Linked DNA regions of Mus musculus: region 2 is linked to region 1. A link is a contact called in public Hi-C data. All regions are on one chromosome and are shown on one strand. Each heading gives the region's core, a stretch centred on a gene start, on an enhancer-like site or on the middle of the called end of the contact. The rest is flanking DNA. Distances are from core to core; before and after follow the strand shown.

The links. A called contact is a pair of places that touch in the nucleus more often than the background predicts.
Region 2: a Hi-C map of embryonic fibroblasts shows a contact between it and region 1, with 2.9 times the contacts expected there. The contact joins the promoter of Gria2 here to the enhancer-like site in region 1. A contact is called at or near these places in 7 of 39 promoter capture datasets (the 3T3-L1 cell line, embryonic stem cells, hippocampal neurons and 3 more), 2 of 15 datasets of contacts at CTCF or cohesin (large pre-B cells and pro-B cells), 2 of 484 Hi-C or Micro-C datasets (adipose-derived mesenchymal stem cells and embryonic fibroblasts), 6 of 115 datasets of contacts at active chromatin or transcription factors (acute myeloid leukemia, embryonic forebrain, forebrain and 3 more) and 1 of 9 other capture datasets (pancreatic islet).

The regions. Positions count from the first base shown.
Region 1 is chr3:80,308,573-80,312,794 of GRCm38.p6, reverse strand. No RefSeq gene overlaps it. Among named protein-coding and RNA genes, the nearest start is that of Gm36569, 420 kb to the right of the region's middle. Within about 2 kb of position 1,729, at least 25 of the 459 cell types and tissues checked have an H3K27ac peak or open chromatin away from gene starts, as enhancers often do. A contact at or near this core is called in adipose-derived mesenchymal stem cells and embryonic fibroblasts, where this site is marked.
Region 2 is chr3:80,800,649-80,805,001 of GRCm38.p6, reverse strand. It overlaps Gria2 (glutamate receptor, ionotropic, AMPA2 (alpha 2)), which reads left to right and starts at 2,309. Exons shown (of 16, transcript NM_013540.4): 1 at 2,309-2,705; 2 at 3,217-3,357. The coding sequence starts at 2,618.

The sequences.
Region 1 (4,222 bases), core at 480-2,979:
ATCAACAAAAGCATCAGACTTTAAGTAAAGAATTAGCTTAAGAAATCTTGAAGAGAAAACTTCATCATCAATCGCATGAAAACTGAAGTTGAGGCTTTCTAATCCCCAGCCTCAAGTCTTTATCACTTTCCTTCTTCAGACTCATTAATTTAGTCTTAAGGTCCTGAATTTCACATCAACACCTTTTCACATTTTGGAAGTTTCATAAGCATATAAATCATTAATTCAGTTCTTTATCAGTCCTTGGAAACTGCAGTGATCATGGCTGTCTTAACTTCACTTAGGCTTTCTTTCATCATTCTCCTCTGGAAAGATTCACACTAGCAAAATCAACCCCCCCACCTCCCCTACCCACCCCCATCCCGCTTGGCAGAGTGCTGTTAGAAAAGAAAAATGACTCCCCTCACCTTGCATCCAAGGACATGACTACAAATCAAGTGGTTTTTGTTTTTTGTCCGAATTCTCCTATATTACAAATGATTTCAATCTTTTGGTAGTTCAAAGCAAGTATTGTGTGAAAGCAACTTCTATAAACATGTTTCTAGTCATGTGTAGACAGGGAGATAAGGAACTGTGAGAGTTGGCTTTTCAAGAAGGTGACAAAATATCTTATATAATCCACTTGAAATAGATGAAATAACTAGTGGTTGCACAGCTCACAGAGCAAGTTAGTTGGCCATATTGCTTTGAGCCTATGGTAGAGCAGGAAGCACGTGACAGAGTAAATCTTCCCTCTACATCATAACCATGGAACAAAGAGAGAAATGGACAAGAGCTTGTATCCACAATCCCCTTCAAAGGAGCACTCCAGTGACCTGACCCTCCTATAATATTCTATCCCCCACTAACACCACAGTCTGGTGACTAAGCCTTTAGCAATTTTGCCTTTGGGATGCCTTCAGATTCCAGTTAGTATTTACTCATTCAAAGAGTCTATGGTTCTGTGCTGGGAACATTCCCAGAGTCTGAGTGTTTCCAGTTGTTCCATAAAATCCGGTGGCTGCTATAGTACATAGACACTTCTCTTACTCCCCAAAAGCAAGGCTCTGAATTCTTAGCAGGTTAGGCTCTGGTTAAGTAGTTTCTCTGAGAGAAAGCCTACCAAAGAAGGAATGGTTACTGATTTTCATGCAAGTAAGAGGGTTTCCTGCCCTCGCCAAGAACACTAGGTGAGACTCCTGTGATTAAGCACACACACACACACACACACACACACACACACTATCAATGGCTGGAACTTCACACTCTCATTCCTCTACACTGAGCCCCTATAAAGTCATCAGTTCCACACATTCACCTGTCTCCTTTTCACTCTCTGCTCTTGGGAGCAAATGTGTGCTCTATAATTTCATTATGCGTATAATTCTATAATAAACTTCTATCCAAAATGCAAAATCTACCTTCCTTCATTGTGTACTATGCAGCACAAAATGCATCGAGTACATATCTGTTTTATTGTTATTTAAGCACTGTTTCTACAGGGCACATTGACAACATTATAATTTCTAATGAATGAGGTGGGCCATCTAGGAGAAGGCACTTTAAATATGGGTGCCTGCCTATACTATCATAAATGCTACAAAAATACTAAGAAAATGTATAAATCATTCCATTTATAAATTTATAAGTGATTCTCTTCTTGCCTATTTTTAATCCTCAGTGCATTCAATAGAGTGCTTTGTACTTTATATATCTTTCTGACTTTAATGTGTCTGAAGCCACACTGTATTCCTGTTTCCATGGCCACATCCTAGCACACAATTTGGTATTCATAAGAAATATATGTTAGAGAGTTGGACCCGAGTTTTCTGAATTTATTTTTCCCCTGGGAGTGAAAGCAGGGATTGAAATGGAACTGTTTTGCACACCCCTCAACTGCACAGCACTGGAAAGCCAAGTGAAGTCAAGGTTTTAGTGAGTGCTGATTACGCACTCCACTGGCTGAGGAGATTGCTTCTGCTTTCTCCCCATGTGTTCTGCGAGTGTGATAGGCAATTCCCCTTCTTCATGCTTCCCTATTGATGATATTTCCAACCTCACTTTGTTTCTCATACCCAAAGGTACATAGAATAGATAAAATAGAGAGCCGTGAGTCATGCTGATAGAATTGTGATAGAAAAATGGAGCATGGGTGAAGAGGAAGGGAGAAAGAAAGGTGAGAACAGAACACACCGGAGCGTGGAGACATGCACGTCTTGACATCAGGCAACTTTGATGCTGCCAGGGAAATAGGGGTCAACTGTGGGATTGGAAAGTGGATCACATTCAAGCTGCGGTGCCAGGAGATAATCAATGGCTGTTAGAAGAGGCTTCAAAGTAACAGAGAGGTTAAGCAATACCATCCTGCCTCACAGTATCCCAGGAGAAGCCTGAGCTTTGGTGGTTCTTGAAGACTGGAGAACTGAGCAGTGAGGGTTCAAATTATGACAGTTATACAGGTGTGAATCTTGTCACTATTAAAGTGGAGAATGTGTACTAGCAAGTTTATTTTTGAAATACTCACTATAATTTTCTAATTTCCTAAAAAGCGCCCTCTAACTTACTTTTGTGTATTGGAGTTTTGCTCTGTCCAGGAAGGGGCTGGGGAGCACAGAAAGCTTAATTGACAGCGCTGTGTTCATTGAAGCCAGAGTTGTTGGCCTTTGATGCGTGAAACCTCTGGCATTTAACCAGTGACCCTGAAACAAGGCCAAAACTCAACCCCAAATGTCAGCACAGAGAAAGGCCAGGTATTTCATGAAAAATTTGCTTATGAATTTTACATGTAAGGATCATGTTTTCTGGTCATTTAAAACGTTCTCCCCTCACCTTTATTTACTGTAACCTTTAATATTTCAAAGATAGTCTAGCCATTTGTTAGTCAAATTCAAGGAAGTCTTATGAATATTGATTCCTGAAATGTTATCATTTTACCAATACAGAAGTATTTTCTAAATGTAAAAATTAATTCTAAAGTACTTAACCTAATACCCAGATAAGCTCTCTGGTCTCTTTATCACATACTCCTTTGAAATCATATTTCAATATTGTTTTAGTAGGAGAATTAGAGAATTATTTTTTGAAGGTCAACACTATCCTTAGGGATTTTGGTTTTTTGTTTTTTGGTTTTTTTCTTATTTGCTTTACATCCCATTCACTGTCCCCTTTCTCGCCACCCCTTTCCAAGATCCTTTCCCCCATTATCTCCCATCCCCTTCTCAGACCAAGTTGGGGCACTCTGGGTATCCTCCCCCTACACTCCCACATCTAGTTTTTGTGAGGCTAAGCACATTCTCTTCCACTTAGTCCAGACAAGGCAGCTTACCTAGAAGAACATATTCCACATACAGGCAACACCCTTTGGAACAGTTCCCACTTCAGTTGTTTCAGACCCACATGAAAACCAGGCTTCATATCTGTCACATATATACAGGAAGTCCTAGGTCCAGTCTGTGTATGTTCATTGGTTGGTGGTCTCTAAGAACCCCAATGGTCCAGGTTAGTTGACTCTGTTTTTCTTCCCATGGAGTTCTTATCCCCTTAGAGGCTGCAATCCGTCCTCCCATTCTTCCATAAGAGTCCCCAAGCACGATCCACTGTGTGACTGTGGCTGTAAAGAGAATCACTAGTCAGGTGCTTTGAGCAATGTTTTGTACTGAAAACAGAAATTTAGATTCTAAAGATTCTCTAAAGCTAACAGACAGAAAAACATGAATAACTTTGCAAATCCTTATTCAATTTTAAAGCAAAAGTTTGCCGTTGAATGCTACTTTAATTAGATTAACTATAATCAATTAACTAGAATTTTGAGGTTTTATTATTACAGAAAAAGAAAGGAAGGGAGGAAGGAAGAAACTGTATGCTACTTCTTTCCCTGACCCTTTCTCTGCCCCTCCTAAAGTATGAAGAAAAAGGGAGTATTGCTAGTTTCCATCAGGTCTCTGGAAGCATTTGGATCTTCAATCTAAATTCTTTCATCTAAATTAAAAAATATCAGTAGCACAAAAAAAGAAACAAAAAGCATTTACCAAACAATAACAAAAAAAAAAAACCCACTACAAGACCAACAAAACTCCCATTATCTTTAAACAGACCTTAGCTATAATGATGACGCACACTATGTTTCTATGTGTCAGATAACATTTTCCATGCATTATCCTCCTTAAAGATCATGATGTTGCTGACATGGGGCTTGAATTTAAGTTTGAAAGATCCCATCAGCTACCTTTGGACCATAGTGAAG
Region 2 (4,353 bases), core at 1,060-3,559, 490 kb before region 1:
AGTCAATTTTGAGTTCATGACTGCCCTTGAATTTCAAATAGGTTAAAATGAAAGCTGCTTTCGAAGAGTCCCTTTATTTTAAATTTTAATTTGCTTGCCAGACACATTAATAGTATCATACATTTTTTCCATAATCAAGCTCCTGTCCCTTTATCATCAACTATCATCCCAGAGCACTTTGGATGAGACCGAAGATGCTCTGGTGGCAGACATTGAACAGCAAGTATAAGAAGCATGTTACTGAGACATTTTCCTTGCTGTATCTGTTGACCTGGTTCTATTAGAAGTTCATAAACTTCAAACCACTCTTGTGCTGGGTGTCAGAAGTAGAGGTGAAAATGTGTGTAATTTGTTTGATTATTCTTTATGTAACAAGTTGGGGTATTTATAATTCTTGTTTTACCTATAATTGTATTCTTATTGATTTTCTACAAGGCTTTGTATGTTCCTATTTAGAGGACCTGTTTAAATGAATGTGAAATTTTTGATTCACAGGTGAGATGAATTATTGGTTATAAAAAGAAGGTATTTTCACCCAGAATATGTCAGCTTATAACTTTAGTATATTATACATATGTTATGCATTCTTGCCTTAGGAACAAACACCCCCCTCCCACACACACACGCACACACACACACACACACACACACACACACACACACACACAAACACAGACAGAGGGGGAAACAGGGGAGGAGAAAGAGAGTGAGTAACAGAGGGGGTGGAGAATGACTTAAAATCACAAGCTTACAATATTTGGAAGTCACGGGTATTACTTTGCTTTTTTGCTTTTCTTCATTCCTTCTCATTTTCATGAGAAACATGTATTTTAAAATTTGTTTTAATAAATAGGGACTTTTAGACCCAGTGACTAAGGCAAAGTATGATTTATGATGGTTAAAAACCATGTGTGATATTAAAGTCACATTTTCTCCATAAGGTTTAACTATGGTGTGCTTTCATGCACTTTGGGCCATCAGCCAGTTTTCCCTTTGATGCTGTCAGCTTCAATCTCCTGGCTCCTGGCAACAGATCTCTGAAATGAGACCTCTTTCATTTCTCTGTTTAAAACAAAACACATACAATTTGGTAAAGAATTTCTGAGGCTGCAGAGAGACTTGCCACGCAGGTATATAGAGATGGCTTGGCATGAAGTGGAGTTTTGAACATAGATTTCACAGGCATATACAATCATCGCTATGCTTTACCAAGCCCCTTCTCACAAACTTTAATTTTTAATGTATTCGTTACAATCCAGATACCCAAGCAGGCTCGGTGTAATGAGGTAACCTACTTCCTTGAGGCAGTGATTATTTTTGAAACTTAAGGCCATAATGTAATGGGGTATCTGGTTTGTAACTAAGAGTGATACATCCATTCTAGACTACTACCCCCCCCCCCCCCCCCGCAGAAACCTACGGTTCTTTCAATCTCTATACAAAACGGACATCTAAGAGCCAAGTCTACATGACTCTACAGCAGGGGGGAGTCTGCACTGTAGTACAAGAGCAATCCACAGGCAATGTGGCTTGAACAATCGAACCACTATCCAAAGGGGCATACTCTAAAGATGGATTCCTACACGAAGTCTTTCAAAGGTTTGATCGAGTTACCCGGGTCTTGGCATCCTTTTATAGTTAAGGATAGAATTTTGGGTTTCCCTGAGATTATGCTTGCATTATAGGAAGCTAAAGTTCACGATTTTGGGAGTTGTCCCTTCAGGGAGTATTTTGTTTGCTTTTTATCTGGGTCAGCTGAGGCAGAAGGCAGTGTGTGGATACTGCTAAGTGGATTTTGAGACAATCAAATCATATTCGTTGTGCTCAATGTAAAACAGGGCCCTACGGAAGAAAGCTTCGCCGCCAACAGCAATTAGCAGTTCGGCTTCCTAGGCATAGCAACCGGAAATCAGTTTTGCAGCATTTGGATCTGGCTGGAACATCTCTGCAGCTACAGTAAACCCTGCAACCTCAGCCCATAGCAGGGACCAAAGCGCTGTCCGCGGTGCTAAAATCGAATGCGCAAGACTGGAGGTCTCTAAGAGGCACCAGGCTGCCCGGCTCTGAGCCGCGCTTTCTCGGCACCGCGCAGAAGCTGCCAGGGCTGTGCGGGGTGCGGGGCGCTGTGCGGGGGAGGGGTGGGTGCGCGAGCTCGCCGCCTGCCTCGAGTCGCGCACGCGCGCCCGGGACTGCCTGCCCCTCTCTGTGACTTTCCTGTGTGTGTGCGTGTGTGTGTGTGTATGTGTGTGTATGTGTGTGCGCGCGCGTGTGAGAGAGGAGAGAGGGAGAAGAGAGCTCGAGAGAGGGTGATTGTGTGAGTGCACGGGAGGGTGCTGATATTCCCAGACACCGGGACCACAGCAGCAGCTCAGCTAAAAACTGCATTCAGCCAGTCCTCGGACTTCAGGAGCAGGGACAGGACGCAGGCATCAACAGCCACCAGCTAAACCTGGGAGATAAGGATTCTTCTGCCTTCACTTCGTGGTTTTAGCAGCTCCTTGCTAAATTTCGACCTCAAAATGCAGAGGATCTAATTTGCTGAGGAAAACGGTCAAAGAAGGAAAAGGAGGAAAGGGAAACGAGGGGATATTTTGTGGATGCTCTACTTTTCTTGGAAATGCAAAAGATTATGCATATTTCTGTCCTCCTTTCTCCTGTTTTATGGGGACTGATTTTTGGTGTCTCTTCTAACAGCATACAGATAGGTAGGTACCTTTTGTGTTATGCCTTTGAATTGTGCATAATTTGGTGGTAATCTTTGTTCACAGTGTGCAAATTAATTCATGTCATGTAGACTTATGTCATACCTTGACTGCATTCCAGATTGAAACTACCTAGAATATACATGATTTTCTTAGGCTGAAGCAAAAAGAAATGACTATGCCTTTTGACACAATAGAGGGGAAAGGATCTGTTCATTTCTGACCGGGTACTGCGTTACTTCTGCCTTGAAGGCATCTCCTAGTGTGCTCAGATTTTCAGGGAAATGATCGCAAAGCTCAAGATTAAAAGGGAGAATCTTTTTGGTCTTTAGACTCTCCCCCTTGCCTTGGATCCGTTGAGCACCTTTTGGATCCTTGCTGCCCAACTCACTGATTACGTTTATTATAGCGGGTAGTGTGAATAAGAGACTCTGGGGCTGTTGGGTGCTAGCATCCCACTCTTATCTCTCCAGGGCTCTGACATCGTTCTCTTGCTTGCTGTTTATTTTTGCAGGGGGGCTATTTCCAAGGGGCGCTGATCAAGAATACAGTGCATTTCGGGTAGGGATGGTTCAGTTTTCCACTTCGGAGTTCAGACTGACACCCCATATCGACAATTTGGAGGTAGCCAACAGTTTCGCAGTCACCAATGCTTGTAAGTAATGAATATTCATATCTTTCCAGTGCTGCACAGGGACACAGGGAAAGCAAGCCTGTGAATGCCAGTGAAGGATGGTGTGCCTGTGTGTGTGTGTGTGTGTGTGTGTGTGTGTGTGTGTGTGTGTGTGTGTGTGTGTTGCTGGCTTGTCATGTGTGGGTGGGAGTGACTGAACACGCGCGTGCGTGTGAAGGTACAGCGAGAAGGTGGCTGTAATCTTTGGGACCCCCACTGACCGGCGGGCAGTGAAGTGGGGACAAAAGGCACTGAACAGTATGCGCAGTATGTGCACCCTAGAATCTGGGGTAGGGGTTGGACTTGGACTGTTCTTTCGAATTCAGGGGGTTCTTGCTTGATTCTGGCGCCTCTAAAGAGGATCTCCCAACCCCCTCCCTCTTGCGCGCCTATTGGCACTCTACCAAAAGAGAACACGCTGTTCCCCAGGGCGCGCTGTGGGACTGTTGGATAGATCTCATGCCTTAGTCCGGTAGCCTGGCAGGGCAGCTTCGACCTACAGTCCCCGCAAGCCCCACGTCGTCCTATTGCACGGGACAAGTTATTGCAATGGTTGAGGAGTTGGGCCCGGGGCTGTTACATAATGCCCACCCGAGGGGCGCGGGCACGAGACTGACGCAGGCCCTGACTGGCTTGTGTGAGCGGGCATGGAAGGGATGCTAAGAGAATGGAGACCCCGAAGGGCTGAGAATGCGGGCAGCGGGGGATGAGGCTGTTGATGGGGATGCCTACCAGATACAAACCTCAACCTGATCGCCGGCAGAGCAGGGATGAGGAAGGCGGGGAACAGAAGCTAGGTGCATTCTCAGTTCCCTGAAGCTACGCCCAAGTAGAGGCGAGGGTGGCCTGAGTGCTCACCAGCCGCGCGTGCTTTGTTCCAGGGTCGCAGGCTCAGGCAAAGGCGACTGGAGACTGAGGATGACTCGGAAGCGATTGCATCCGGCTGAGTTTTAAAATTTGAAGAAGTCGCAGACCAGC